Regions from separate parts of the Astyanax mexicanus genome. Here region 2 is linked to region 1. A link is a contact called in public Hi-C data. All regions are on one chromosome and are shown on one strand. The core of a region is the stretch at or near the end of the contact, and the rest is flanking DNA. Distances in the headings are between cores, read along the strand shown. Region 1 holds the start of elmo1 (engulfment and cell motility 1 (ced-12 homolog, C. elegans)). Region 2 overlaps elmo1 (engulfment and cell motility 1 (ced-12 homolog, C. elegans)).

Evidence for each region. A called contact is a pair of places that touch in the nucleus more often than the background predicts.
Region 2: a Hi-C map of muscle shows a contact between it and region 1, with 14 times the contacts expected there. The contact joins the enhancer-like site here to the promoter of elmo1 in region 1. A contact is called at or near these places in 2 of 3 Hi-C or Micro-C datasets (both in muscle).

Annotation. Positions count from the first base shown.
Region 1 is chr3:47,942,517-47,949,422 of AstMex3_surface, reverse strand. It overlaps elmo1 (engulfment and cell motility 1 (ced-12 homolog, C. elegans)), which reads right to left and starts at 2,636. Exons shown (of 21, transcript XM_022683223.2): 1 at 2,485-2,636. rp9 (RP9 pre-mRNA splicing factor) reads right to left here. Exons shown (of 6, transcript XM_007258856.4): 6 at 6,077-6,906. The coding sequence ends at 6,788.
Region 2 is chr3:47,991,595-47,998,898 of AstMex3_surface, reverse strand. It overlaps elmo1 (engulfment and cell motility 1 (ced-12 homolog, C. elegans)), which reads right to left. Exons shown (of 21, transcript XM_022683223.2): 3 at 6,563-6,603; 4 at 6,343-6,415; 5 at 6,191-6,241; 6 at 4,366-4,535. Among protein-coding and RNA genes, the nearest start is that of elmo1, 48 kb to the right of the region's middle. Within about 2 kb of position 4,503, the one cell type or tissue checked has an H3K27ac peak away from gene starts, as active enhancers do.

The DNA.
Region 1 (6,906 bases), core at 1,387-3,886:
TCTTGACATACAGTTATGTAAATGATTACAGTTTAGGACCACATACTTTCCTTACTGCTAAAAACACTAAATGGCTGCTTATGGCTAATTATTTTGCCCAGTCGACAGAGAAGGAATATCTTTTGTCTAAGAACAGCAGAATGGTCATCTCAACAAATTGCCTGCCATTACAGCTTGATAAGGCTCAACCAAACACAAAATACCAGTTTTGGCAACCTACAGCATGCATGATCTACAAGACAAGCTACAACTTTGATAGGAAAATGTGCCTCAGGATGCCATACAGAATATATTTGCCTTTATGCCCAACCATACTTTTTTGTATTCAGGCTAGAGGCAGCCCAATAAGGTACTAAAGTCTCTATTTAAATGTGTATTTAATTGTTTAATGTTTTTCTTACAAATATTACCTTAACATTTACATATAACAATTAATTTGATTCCAACCACTCATTCTTGGTGCGCTAGGTTTATTGTTAATAAGTGTATATCACATGTTCTTTGTTTCTCTGTAAACTCAACATGGAAAAATCCTTCCAGAAGTCACCCGACACTGGACAAACCAACCACATGCAAAGTGATGCCCAATATAGCAACCAGCTCTGACACATATGAGCCATATGTACATACTGCACTACTCGCCATCATCAGCTGTTTTTATAATAACAGAGATAGCCATCAAATAAGCAGTTGTACCATGGACACCACACATTAGTCACATATGAATGTGAGAGTCCACTGCTATTACAACAATGACTAAAGCCATCCATTAAGCATTGACTCCTCTGTGCTTTAATTAGGACTGACCCAACAATGTGATATGTGTGCTTCTGGACTGCTCTGTTCAGACACATCTGTGCAGGCCAGTCTGTATTACATGGACAAGAGCTCATGGAGAGTTTACTGGGCGAAGCCACTGATGTCACCATAGCCTGAAGCCCAACAAGTGACTCAACTACTTGAGGATGAAAGAAGGCGACCGTTGCTGCTAAGAGACAAAATCTTGTCCAATGTTGTCAAGCCATTATCTCATATAATGAAGAGGAGTGGATGCTGATTATGAAACAAAAGAAAGAAAACATCGTGAAACATCTGGTGCACTGAACTTTTAGTGAATGAAAAAGAACTACAGAAATATTACATGATGTTCTAAAAGATTAATATATCAATCATAAGTATTACTGTATTTAGACAGAAACACCCCTGCACGATGTGGGGAAAAATCTAGTACAAAACACTGCAGTCAGGTTCGAGTTCTATCAGCACTGCATTCCATACTAATTATTAAATTATGCTAGGCACCTACACCTGTCTGCTCCTAACTACCTGCAAGACCTAACTTCCTATTATAAAGCATCCTGTTTAGTCAGGACATTGGATGCTGGTCCTTATGTGAACCATAACCATAATGCTGATGAGAATCAGCTGTTGCAAAAACACTATTACAAAAAAATCTATAAACAAAACAAGAGTGAACTATAACAAGCTGAATCATCACTGCTTTATCATCTACAAAATGTTGCCAACAAATAAAAAAGCTTACAATAAGTAAGCTTACAACAAGAATGTAAGAATAGAGTAAGAATATAAACAGCTAAATATACTTCTTAACATATTATTGCACATATACATATTTTTTTATTTATGAGCCGGTGGGATGTAGATATGTAGTGTAACATTATATTAAAGATAAATAAATACATAAAAATAAGGTAAGTTTTAAAATGGGGAAATATCCTATAGATGGTTAGTTGCATAATAAAACTGACATTATTTAGAAAAATAAACAAGAAACATGCTAAAATAACACAGTATATCCAAATGATCCACTCTGAAGTCACACAGCCCTCTGCATAGATGACAGTATACACAACACACAGTTTGAACATTCAAACTTCCACTTTTTGTGTTGTTTGCACAACAAACCCTGCTGTTTATCCAACATCTCTTTTATCTTAACGTTACACTTGCTTTAGAAAGTTGGTTAGTGGGTCTTGTTTTGGGGGAGCCAACTAAATAAATAAATCTAGTTAACTGATGTAACTACTCTGCTTTCAATAAAGCAATGTTAACCTTTATATAACCGTAATATAAGCCTCATAATAATAACAATACAATTATAGACACAAGTTAAAGTAGCCTATGATATAGAGAGAGATACAAAAACTAGGTAATTAGGAGCCACCCTTCTCTCTCTTTCTCTCTCTCTCTCACTCTTTTCTCACCCCTTTAACCTCTTCCCACCCTTCCTCCCTCCTTCCCTCTCTCTCTCTCTCTCTCTCTTTCTCCATCTCTCGTCTGTTTATGTCCACTCCTATAACCACACGTATGGTATAGCAGCTAGGGGTGCCGCGCCGGCCAGCTGTCCTCCGCAGCCCAGCGGGGAACTGCTCACCCCGCCGCCCGGGAAAGTGAAGCCCGGACCGGCCGCCGGCTGTGTTTACCCCCGCCGCTGCTGTCTCAACACCAAGCCGTTACACTGACCTGAGGCGGCGAGGCTCCTCCGCAGGGCTGCTGCTGCTGTAGGGAGTTGAGGGCAGTATCAGCGCGCTCTCCGTCTCCTTTCCGCTGTTCCTCTGTTTCTCTGAGTGTGTGTGCGTGTGTGTTTGGTTCAGAGCGCGGACACACACTCACACACACTGCTGCTGTTTTCACTTCCTCCACCTCCGCCTCCTCCCTCTGCTGCCTGCTTCCCTCCGCTTACAGCGCGAGGCGGCGCACGGACCAATCAGAGCGCAGAAACCCTGAGCGCTGGCCACGCCCTCTCACTCATGGCTTCACTAAACCCAGCCCAGCCCGGCGTACACAAACACACCACACCACAGCTACACCTCTGCATCACATGGACATAGATGTGGACTATATGTACAAATATACTAGTGCATCTCAAAAAATGAGAATATAATTGAAAAGTTACTCTATTTCAGTAATTCAGTTCAAAATGTGAAACTCATATTTAATATAGATATAAAATACACATAGAGTAATCTATTTTAAACGTTTCATTACGTTTCATTCTTACAGCCAATTAAAAACAAGCACCAGCAGATGACATGACATGGCCATCACTGACTGTGGCATATTACATATTCCAATATTAGATATCGGTGAGTGGCAAGAGTAACTGCTCCTCTTGTGGGTAAAAATAATGTTTTATGCCGGCTAAGGATCCAGTTAGGTTCCCCTCTAATAAGACGTGCTCCACCTGTAGATTAAATGTGATGTTCTGCTGTTAAGGGTGTAATCACATTTGATAGAATGAGGGGAAGCTTCCTCATGGTGGAGAGAAGAAAATGTGCCTTATAGGTGCCCTCATAACAGTATATATTTATAACATATTTGGTGGTAAAAGACAAAGTAAATTGTTGTCAGTGATGGTAAAAAATAAATAAATTACCATGCAGTTATTAAGCATGCATCTATGTCTATCCATGTTCTATCCATTAGTATCTTATTTATAGACTTAATTTGATTATTTTAAGACTTTATTTAACAGTATTATTAGTAGGATTCTTAAGCTAAACATGCAATGTTTTCTCATTTTTGTTTCAATTTAAATTTTCCCACAAATAAATTTAGTTGAACCAGAATATTATTTTCCCATTTAAAGACACTGATCATGTACACTTGCCACTAATGCAATACATCTAAATCAGGCCATTCCCAGTTTAACACTCAGCTTTAAATAGGTTTAATAATTTATTATTTTCATCACAATTAATTATTAATACCAAAGAAGCCCTAGATTTCACTGCTTTCTTTTAATTAAAACTATTTCATTATCTTCTTCCACTTCTTTCTCTTTGTTAAACAGTCTGAACGGAAATATTATTAGATATGTGGATAGCCTTAATCATGGCAACTTTAAAAACATGCCAAAAGTCATGGGACAGCAGCATTAGAAAATGATCATTAAGTGTAACCTTAGAAGACAGCTTGGGGATGCCCACACCTGTACACCTGTGTTTTCTTAAGTTTGAACACTGGCCAGCATGTTCACAGCAAATTGAGTGAGGTATGATAGTGGGTGCCAAATGGATGGGGAATTCTATTTCTTGATCTACAGTGTCACATGTTATACCTGAAGGAATTACCACCACAGTGGGCAATGCAGTAGTCACAGAACATGACATTTGGTAAGATGATTTATAGGAAACTGCTACTTTTGTGTGCGAAATATAATACATTTTTAGATTTATAATGCTCAGAATGCTTTTATTCCCTCTATGTTACATACTGTTGGGCAGAGAGATTGCTTTTGAAATATACTTCAATAATACACTGTAGTACTTCCCGTTATTGTGGTGCTGGAGGGCCTTTTAAAGCTGTACCAAATCTTACCAATGAACATAAACCCTCGCTCCTATAACACAAGTGATTCGATAAGGAGTGTCTGGTCTGGCTCTGGCTGAGGAACACAGGGGTAGGTGCCAGTTAAGAAGACTCATCGAGGAGATTGATGTCGGCAGTCAGATAAAAGAGTACACACACAGGGCCCTAATGCCGCTGATTTATCTAATGCCTCAGGGCAAATCGCCACAGAGATGGTGGGCTACCATGGAAAAAAATGAGGGAAAGCAGAGGAACCACAGGAGACTATTAGTACTACACACACATATACACACTTGCTTAAGGTCAGCAATTACACCAAGCCAACAAATTATTCTAAATTCCAATAAAATGTATCCCAAGGCCTTTGTTAAACAGGCCAACAGGCCGCATATGATATGCAGTGGATGTGTCTGCTGGCTTTCTTTTTTTTAATACTGCTCATATGTATTTAAGTAGCGTCTAATTAAGGCGGAGCACAGCCAACATGCTCTTTTATTTCTGGAGTGCTGTGCTAAACTCTGCACGAAACAGCACACACACGCCCCAGACTGCTACAGGAGGCTAGATTTCTAAGCTGAGCGTTTTCTGCCTCATATCTTCATATACAGTTGGGAGGTTAATGATTAAAACACTAACCTCTCTACGCACTCATAAGTGGGTGTGATTATGTCATGATGACATGCAGAAGAACACTGGGCTCCATGAGCAATACTAAAGTAAATTTAAATAAAAGATTTTCTCCTGTTTTGTCACCACTGGTGCAGCAAGGGATTTTTTGTATTACAGTGGGGATTTTTATTACAATATCCCTCCGCCCCTGTAGACTCCAGACATTGTGCATACAGTAGAATGTACTATTTTAAACAAAAGTGACAGTCAATTATAAAATGGCTAATGATCATACATTACAGATAAAATGCAATAATGATAATGGTAAAATTACTAAAAGGAAAATTCTCCACATTCATGAACTACTCTCCTAGAATAAAATCCAATATTTTTGGATTTTATGCTCATGTCACTGAATGCAACCAAATCTTCACAGCAATGCTCCAAAACTCTAGAGGGTGTTTTTTTCCCATCTTAAAATGGCCTTCCGCTAAAATCCACCTTTCACTCAAAAAAAAAAACACACACAGCCAGGCACATCTCGTCAGACAGGAGCTAACAGTGTTAGGAACAGCTTGGCAGTTTGTTCCTGTGTTGTTTGTGCAAATAACACATCGTAAGTACAATTAAGATAGGAAGGTGTATGTTTAAACCAGTTCTGTTCACACTAGTTAAAAGTAAAAATCCAATTTTTACTTTCTGGACCTAGACTACCCACCTCTGTGTGTTTACATAGGATCTCCGATGGATTTTCGCATTTTAAGACTAGGTCAGTGGCTGAACTGCACTTAGCCGGGCAGTACACGTTGTAAAGTAACATGACATTGCAAAGACTGTTATTAGTGTAAAAATGTCTATTTTGAAACGTTTCTAACTGTTGTCCATCTCGCTGGTGATATGTTTGCACGTATGAATGTTCATGAGCAAGAGCCGAAATCCTATTGTCCTAAAACGATGGAATGAGACCTTTAACAATTATTAAATTCATTAAAACTAATTAGCAGCACAGGACAAGAGGATCTTATTTATGAAGTCATTTCATCAAAGCGATAGTGCATTCTAGAAAGCAAATTAAGTAATTTTGTAAGCTAGTCTTGTGACAATTATATACCCAATAATCCAAATGATTACAATGTGAATGAAACACTGAAAATGTGTTTAATAAAGTCACTTCAAATGAATAAATGAATGAATTTACAGCAGTACTGAATGAATACACTTGCAGTATATTAATTTACATGCTTCTGTCTGACAAATGAACAGCACATGGAAGCAGCATTTTATTACAAACATTTCCTTTCTTTTCAAAACACACAGGATGGCCGGTCAAATACATGGACGAAGCCTAGTCATGGACTACCCTGCAGTGTATATGATGAAAATCCATTGGATATCTAGCTTTAGTCTAGGTTATTGACCCAGTCTTGGTGGGGTAAAAAGCTTTATATAAAAGAATCATCTGTAAAGCGCACGCAACATTCAAAAAGATATCAAACGCAACACCATTTCAAAATAAAGTGACATTCAATCTGTACTCATTCAATACAGACTTCACTTCCTCTTCAGGCAAAAAACAATCTTGAGACGCAAACATGCTAATATAATCCATCCAGCTATAGGGGGAGCGGATAGAGATGTCACACAAGCAGACCATCCTTATTGACAGGGGGAATTAAACGCCCGTATGCATTATTAAGCAGCTTCAGGAAGCACCCTGCACAGTAGGGGGAAGGGTGGAGCCTAAGGAGAGGTCCAGCAGAGCTCCCCGTAGCTTCTACATCTCTACAGCTGCTTCTAGAAACATCTCTCATCAGTAAACAGAGATATCAATACTAACATCCTCCTCTCAGTCTGAGCCATCATCACTACTCTTGGACGTGTGTTTCTTCTTCTTCTTGTGCTTCTTCTTCTTTTTTTCTTTCACTTTCTCCTTCTTTTTCTTTTCCTTTTTCTTCTTCTTCTTGT
Region 2 (7,304 bases), core at 3,254-5,753, 48 kb before region 1:
GATATGTTAATACATATTGCAGTGTGTTTAAATAACAGCTGGAGAAAAGGTTTTAATGTAAACCTATTTCTTGATTTTTCCAAGCACTAAAATCTAAAGTTCCAACTTAAACAAATAGGAAATCGTCATTTTTTCCAAGATTACAATAATACTTAAAACTGGATTCCCCCATTTTTTGGTCATTTTCCTGCTCAAACACTACTGATTCAAACCATTAGCTCATCGCTAAGTTTAGATCAGACTAAAAATTAAAACTGGCTCTAATATACAGAGACCTCTGATATAATGTCTTAATCACCTGAATCAGCTGTGTTAGATAAGGGTTGGAGTCTATCTCTAAGACCAAGACTGAGCAGTCCTGATTTAGATGCTGTGTTAGGACAAGGAAAGTACCAAACTACTCTGGACTACAACCAACCTCACTCAGTTCCCCAGTAGTTACGATTATAACAATGAAAGAACACATTGTCCTAACAGAAGCTATAGAGAAGGACAGCATTCATTCATATTGTCACTGTCACACAAAAATGTTATAGCTCCAAAATTGCAACTTTGCAAAGGAAAAAAATGTTCAACTTTTCATAGAAGTTTTAATATAAAACAAATTTATTCCAAAGTCAGCTTTGGAAGTATAATATTTTTGTTGGTCCATTCATTATTAAATTAATTACATTTTATAACAAATGTAAAGAATCTCTACGAGAGTGACATCATATCGAATATAAGACCACTAAAGCAAACTTGTAATTCATTCAGACATGCTCAATCAGCTGTAAGTCAGTGCTATATATTTAAAAATCGCACAGACACAGTGCAAGAATTTTAAGAATCTATGAATATTAGAATGAAAAAGGTATTTATGACTAGGCTTAATGTCTGTTTAAATAGAGTATACTTTCTTTTCAATGGAAAAAATCCATACAAAGTGTTGTGTAGTCCAATAATAGGCTTATTCTGTCTGGGAAACTGCCCCTTTGTGTTCATCTGCCCAGTAAAACACCAATCAGAATTAATATATTTAGAATTGCAACAAAAAGTTTTGATTTTACATCATTTACATTCTTTAAAACATCTCCAACTCAATCTCTTCTCACTGGAGTCTAGTATTATTAATAATTATTATCCAACATCAGTGCTTAAATGATAATAAATCAGATACATCCATGTGCTGGCTGTGGGTATCTATGGAGAAATGTGGAACCAAGCCGTTTTTGTTCCTCAAACTAGCTAGAAATATGTGCTACTTTTTACTGTATTTATGTTTACATGCATCTAAGGATGGGCAATATGACAATTATTAATGTATTGTAGGTCTGAAACTGAATTATTTTGTTAGTCGACTAATCTGATGATTATTTTTTCGATTAGTCGATTGGTCAATGATTATTTTTGCCATGTCCTCCACCTCTAAAAAAAAAACAAAAAAAAAGTGTAGTTTAAATGTAGAAGGTACTGATATTTAGTGAGTAGATGTGTCATCTGTTGTGTTTGGGTACATTTACCCAACTCCCATTACGTTTCTGTCCCCAGCGTTTTGTGAAATATGGTACTGTTACGAATGAACAATAAGTTGACAATGAAATTTGTAGTTGACAAATAGAAATAATCAACATTGTCGATTATATATACTTATTGTTGCAGATCTAGCGTATTGTGATACATTGTTATTATAATACACAATTCCTGCACATTCTGAGGATATCGTTTGTAAAAATCTAACAATACTTTTGCATTTTGCCTGTGTCTCAAAAGATTGTAATTGACATGGTGTATAGTAAAAATGTATTTAAATATAGTACTTTTTATCCTATCCTTACTTGCACCTGTTACGACTCTTCTTGATTAGAACAAATGTCTTACATAATCTGCTTTGGTGCCTAAAATATCTGCACAGTACTGTTCACTGATTTAACATTCCAATTATATTCGGCTACAGATTTACAGTTACTGAAGACTTAATCGTGAGGGTACTACCCCAGTGATGGCTGGATACTTTTTCCTTAAAAGAGTGCATTTAACACTCTGTAGAACGAGTTATAAATACCATACATTAGATAAACATCTCCCCCTTCTCTGCTGCGGCATCAGACTAGAACAAATCGACCATCTATCTGATTTGCCTGCGAGCCCTAAGTAAAAAAGCCCATATTTATCCAGCTCTTCACTGCCTGACTGGGGGAGGAATAATTAGGCTAGAACCCCCCGGAGGCCAGGCTGAGTGGTCTGACGCTGTCCTGAGGCTGACCTGCCTGGAGGACAGATAGTGGGGACCCCTTGGCCATTCATTACCATTCAAAGCTGCCCTCAGTGGGTGGGAAAGCTGGAGTGTAATAGCAGAGATATGTCCTCGCTCTCCCTTTCGGCTTCTCTCTCCCCCCCTGAACACACAGCTATCTCTCTTTTTTCCCCTCAATCTCATCCTTTGTTCTCTCATTCCTCACCCAGCATTCTCTCCTCATTCTTTGTCAGTTCACTCTCACTACTTCCTCTTCTAGTAGGACTCAATCAATATATCATCTGTCTGATAAACCGGTCTGACACAGAGTTTAACAAATTTACTGGCATGGGTGAAATTCCCCCCGATACGGCATTAATAAACTGTCTTGAATTATTTACATTAATCTAAATCTCTTTACAATAAACAATTCTTTCACTAATCAATGTAGCTTCTTAACTTCAGCTATGGTTGCCAAAATGTCTAGATAAGTAATGCAACAAAATGCGTGCTACAGTGTTTGATGAGCTATTTTTATACAAGACAAATCTATTTCTAAAAGAGTAAGATTTTTTTTATATATATATAATTTTCTTAGTATTTAATCATTTTGACATTTCGGTATTGAACATTTCAACAGACATAGATCATTGCAACATCTCTTTATTTATTTTAAATGGTCAGGGTTCTATATCTGTCAGTATTTACAGATACACTCATTTTTTAAAAAATATTTTCTGTACAACTGTTAGGTATGTTTGAGTGTATTTCCTAGTTTGAATTAGCATCCTGTCACAACAACTTGTTTAGCCTATAAATAATGTGATAATTTGCTTTAAATTACAGGAAAGGCAATTCTGACATTCTTTAACATTGTTTATTTGTTGTCAAATTTAATCCACCATTTATTTGTTATTTTTAAACAATTTTATAATATGAATAATAAGAATGAACACCATAAGCTGCCTTCTTAAGATGAATTTTACCACCCCTTCATGTTCTATTGGGAATATGACTTTCATCTGTATATAAAGGATATTAGTAAGAATTTTACTCCTGAGGTGGGAAATTGTTTGGATAATAAACATATCTTTCATGCTGTGTAAGGGGGTATGGCACCTTTGCTAATTTGTTTATTGAATTATATCTTTTTTTTTTTTTTGGATAACAGTCATATCAGTTGGATCCTGATGTTCTCTAGAACACAATCACTCAATCTCTCTCTTGGTCTCTTTCCATCTCAACCCTTTCTGTCCCCTCCCTTTCTCTCTGAGGCAGTGTTGCAGTCTGTTGGCTGAGTACAGGCTCCCCATGGGGCTGCCGTCAGAACAAGCACTGCAAAAAGCTCCACCTCAGCAGATAGTCTAGCCACGCTTTAACCTTCAACTGGGACAACCCCCTCGGCCAAGCTACACTGCATCCCACACACACACAAACACACACATTTATACACACAAAGATGAGGAAGACAAAGAGGGTGGAATACTGAAGTAGCTTTATTTAACCTGAGTGCTCGCAATGTAAACTAACCGCTGCCCTCAAAACCTTTTTCCACATAGTTAAGATTCTACACGAGTAGCAGATCAGGTAAGGCTGAGGCCGCCGTTAAAGGGTGACTCAGCAGCACCGACTTATTTTAAAGAACGACGATGTATACATAGACGAGACTCGAGTTCATAAGGTAAAAGTGTGGTACAGTTGCAGTGCCTTAGTGTTAAAGGCTATAAGAGCAAGTTAACCCTTTCTCTGCTGTTGTGAGCTTATCGGGCTATGGTGGACCAGCGGTCAGAGCACTGGGCTCTCAAAGACTGGGTCCTGGGTTTGGCAAGATGCCACTTTTAGGTCCATGAGCAAGGATTTTATCCATCACTGTGTATGTGTGCTCACTAGTATGTGTGTGTGTGTTAACTGCATAGATGGGTTAAAGGTGGAGGCCAAATTCCATCTGTGCCTAGCACAAGTAAATATGGTGAATATGATTGTCTTTTCTAACAGTGCAAGTCAGTGGGCCTTAGCAACTAACAGTGTGCCCCTATAGCTCGAGTCCACCTGTGTGGGCACACCTGAGAATGGAAGGGCGGGGCAAAGAGGAGGATGTGAAGTAGAGCATGACTTCAGAAAAAAAGCAAGACAGCAGAAACTTGACTTACTCTGTGCCGCTCTCCACCATCTGAGTGAGCAGAGTAATGCCGTCCAGGTTAATGAACTCTTGGGCGAAGGTAACGTCTCTGGAGGAATTGGCCAGCTCCTTCAAACCGTCCAGCTTCACGTCCAGACTGGATGACTGGACGCGCTCGTACAGCTGCTGTGCCATCTGGGCCTGGGAGCACAGCCAAGAAGGGTAGACAAACATGGGTCACACACACATTCGCACATACATAGAGAGGGGTCATTAACAGGATGAATGACTAATGGCTAATGGGTTTCATACTAATGAGAGGGGCCATTTAATTGAAATATTTTGTGTTCAGTATTTTTTAGTATTTTCAGGTTATTATTCATGTACTAGCATTCAAATGTACAAAACCAAATGAGTCCTGGGTGAATACATACAATTATTCTATAATGAGCCAGTCCTGCACATCTTCACTGATTTCAAACAGTTAATGGGAAACTCATCCTACAGAATAATTAATATATTTTAAGTGCGTCCAATGCTATGAATGAAGTTCTCTGAAGGAGCTGTAAATGGTTCTCTGAGCGATTCCATAGAAAAATAGCATTTTATTCCACACAAAGCCATATTTGTAAAAGAAATTGACCTTTTAGGGAGCTAAAGAATCTCAAAAGAATCTTCACACTCACACATTCCTACCATAAACATAATTGGTTCTTTATGGAACCAAAAGTGGTTCTTCTATGGCATCGCTCAAAGAACCACTATGATCTCCTGATCTGATGTCATGTTTTTTTTATTTTAAAGTTTACTGTATAATTTGAACAGACAAACTGTCCCTTATACTGTGCCAAGATTTCTTGATGAACGGACCAATAGAAATACTTTAAAAATACCTGAAGTAAACTCTTTTTACATAGACTTCCATTGAAAGATTGGAAGTTTTTTCTGTCTGTAAAGTTGCTGTTTTGGAGATGCTTGTTTTTCATTGGACAGCGACGATATACTATATGTCCAAATGTTTGTGGGCAACCCATTATACTTTAAATGGGTGCATTCAGATATTTTTAAGCTGAACCCATTGCTGACACAGATGTGCAAATGCACACACACAGCTTGTCTAGTCCCTGAAGGTAAGCATTATCAAAACAATAAGACTCTCTAGAGCAGATCAACCTATTGACAACTAAATCCTATTGGCACCATGCCTAATGCCAGATGTGGGCTAGAGGTGTATAAAGTATCCATCCAATATGTTTGAGATGAGATGGCTGGGGAGCTGGGGATGAGGTGACCCCACTTATAAACACTAATCAATGAACGCAATTAAATCCTTATAGCTATGATCCAAAATTGAGTTAAAAGCAGAATAGCTAACTACTGACATAATTTCAGATTTTAATGGCAGTGTCTCTTCTACTGACCATTTCTGCCTAATGTTTCGTGCAAGGCAAGCATTTTCATCCTATATTTCTCTCTGCACCTCTAACAGCACATGCATTTCAGCACAGAGATACATTTCATAATGAAGCGCCAACCCCAACAAAGGGCTGGCACACACTGAATCCTCAAAGCTTTTCGTTGCTCGGCTGCCAGCAAAGCGACCGAGTGAGAAAAGCTGCAGCTGGCCGAAGCTTCCGTCTCGAAACCGTCACGCAAGGGTCCCTCGCACCTGCTGACACTTTAGGAAGCTTCAGCGGCCTAACCTATCAGCAACCCCATCACATCTGGGGGATTAGTGGAGCGGAGCAGGAATGGGTGGTGCGAACAGGGATAAAGACAGGTCTCTCAGGCTGACACTGCTCTCATAAACACCACCTGAGACAGAATTCAAAAAGAGCTGCAAATCCGCTACTTACAGGAGATGTGGTCAGCCGCAGGATAGAGCCGTTTTTGATGTTGTTGCGGTTCTGTGGAGAGGAATTGTTATTTAGATAGAGCTTCTCTTACAGAATAAATCTTCACTTTAACAAAGCAGCCAGTTCTGGGAAACGTGTATTTGTCACCAAACCTTTTCTGTGATGTAGAAGTTAGTGGAGTCAGCATTCTGCAGAGCATAGGTTTCATGGTTCGGCAGCTGCCACCTGGAGAGCGGAGATTGAGGACACAACGCAGTTGCAGTTTAAGTGATTGCACATTGATTTGCACTGATGTGTGCTGTTATGGACTGTGCAAAACTAGTGGAGCAAAAGCAGAATTTTTTTTTAAAGATTGTAAATTCAATTCCTTACCCATCGCAGACTTCTTTAATGATAGCAGAGAGTGGCTTTTTCTGTGGAGAACAGAAATGGAAAATTTAAATGGTAAACAGTACATTAACATAATAATGGAGGAATAAAAATCTACATTTCTCTCTGCTACTCTGAGGGCAGCACAAACACAGAAGCAAGTTTAATATATTGTTGCTGTCAAACAATAACTGTGTCTCAAAAATGGTAACTTAAAAAAAATCATGAAAAGTCATGATGATATTTTTTTCCTAAATGATTTGAGAACATTTGAGGTCCATTCAGAATGTTATTTTGATAAAGAGGTCAACTGTCAGATCCTGTCAAAGACCCAGTTTACACCTGGTCAGCTAATGCATCTTGAGCATTAGGATTGAAGGTGTTTAAAGCCAGATACAAATCTGAAACCACTTCAGGAGGTCTGAGACACATTTGAGCCACGTGTTACAGTCTAAACACATCCATCTCCCAAAGACACAGTTAACACCCAAAGCCCAACACCAAAACTCTGCTCAGTACAACAAAAACTCTTGTGATGATTGATGCACAGCAAACACATTTGCCTATTTTGTTCCCAACAACAGTCTGATTTAGGTATAAAGATAGTTTGGGCTTCTAAGTGTAAATGTATGAGAATAAGATCTTAAAATCCAGATATATAAAAATATGCAATTCAGATACTAGCCACATGAAGTGACCAGGTTGAAAAAGTCTAAAACAAAAAAAAAATATATATATATATTTA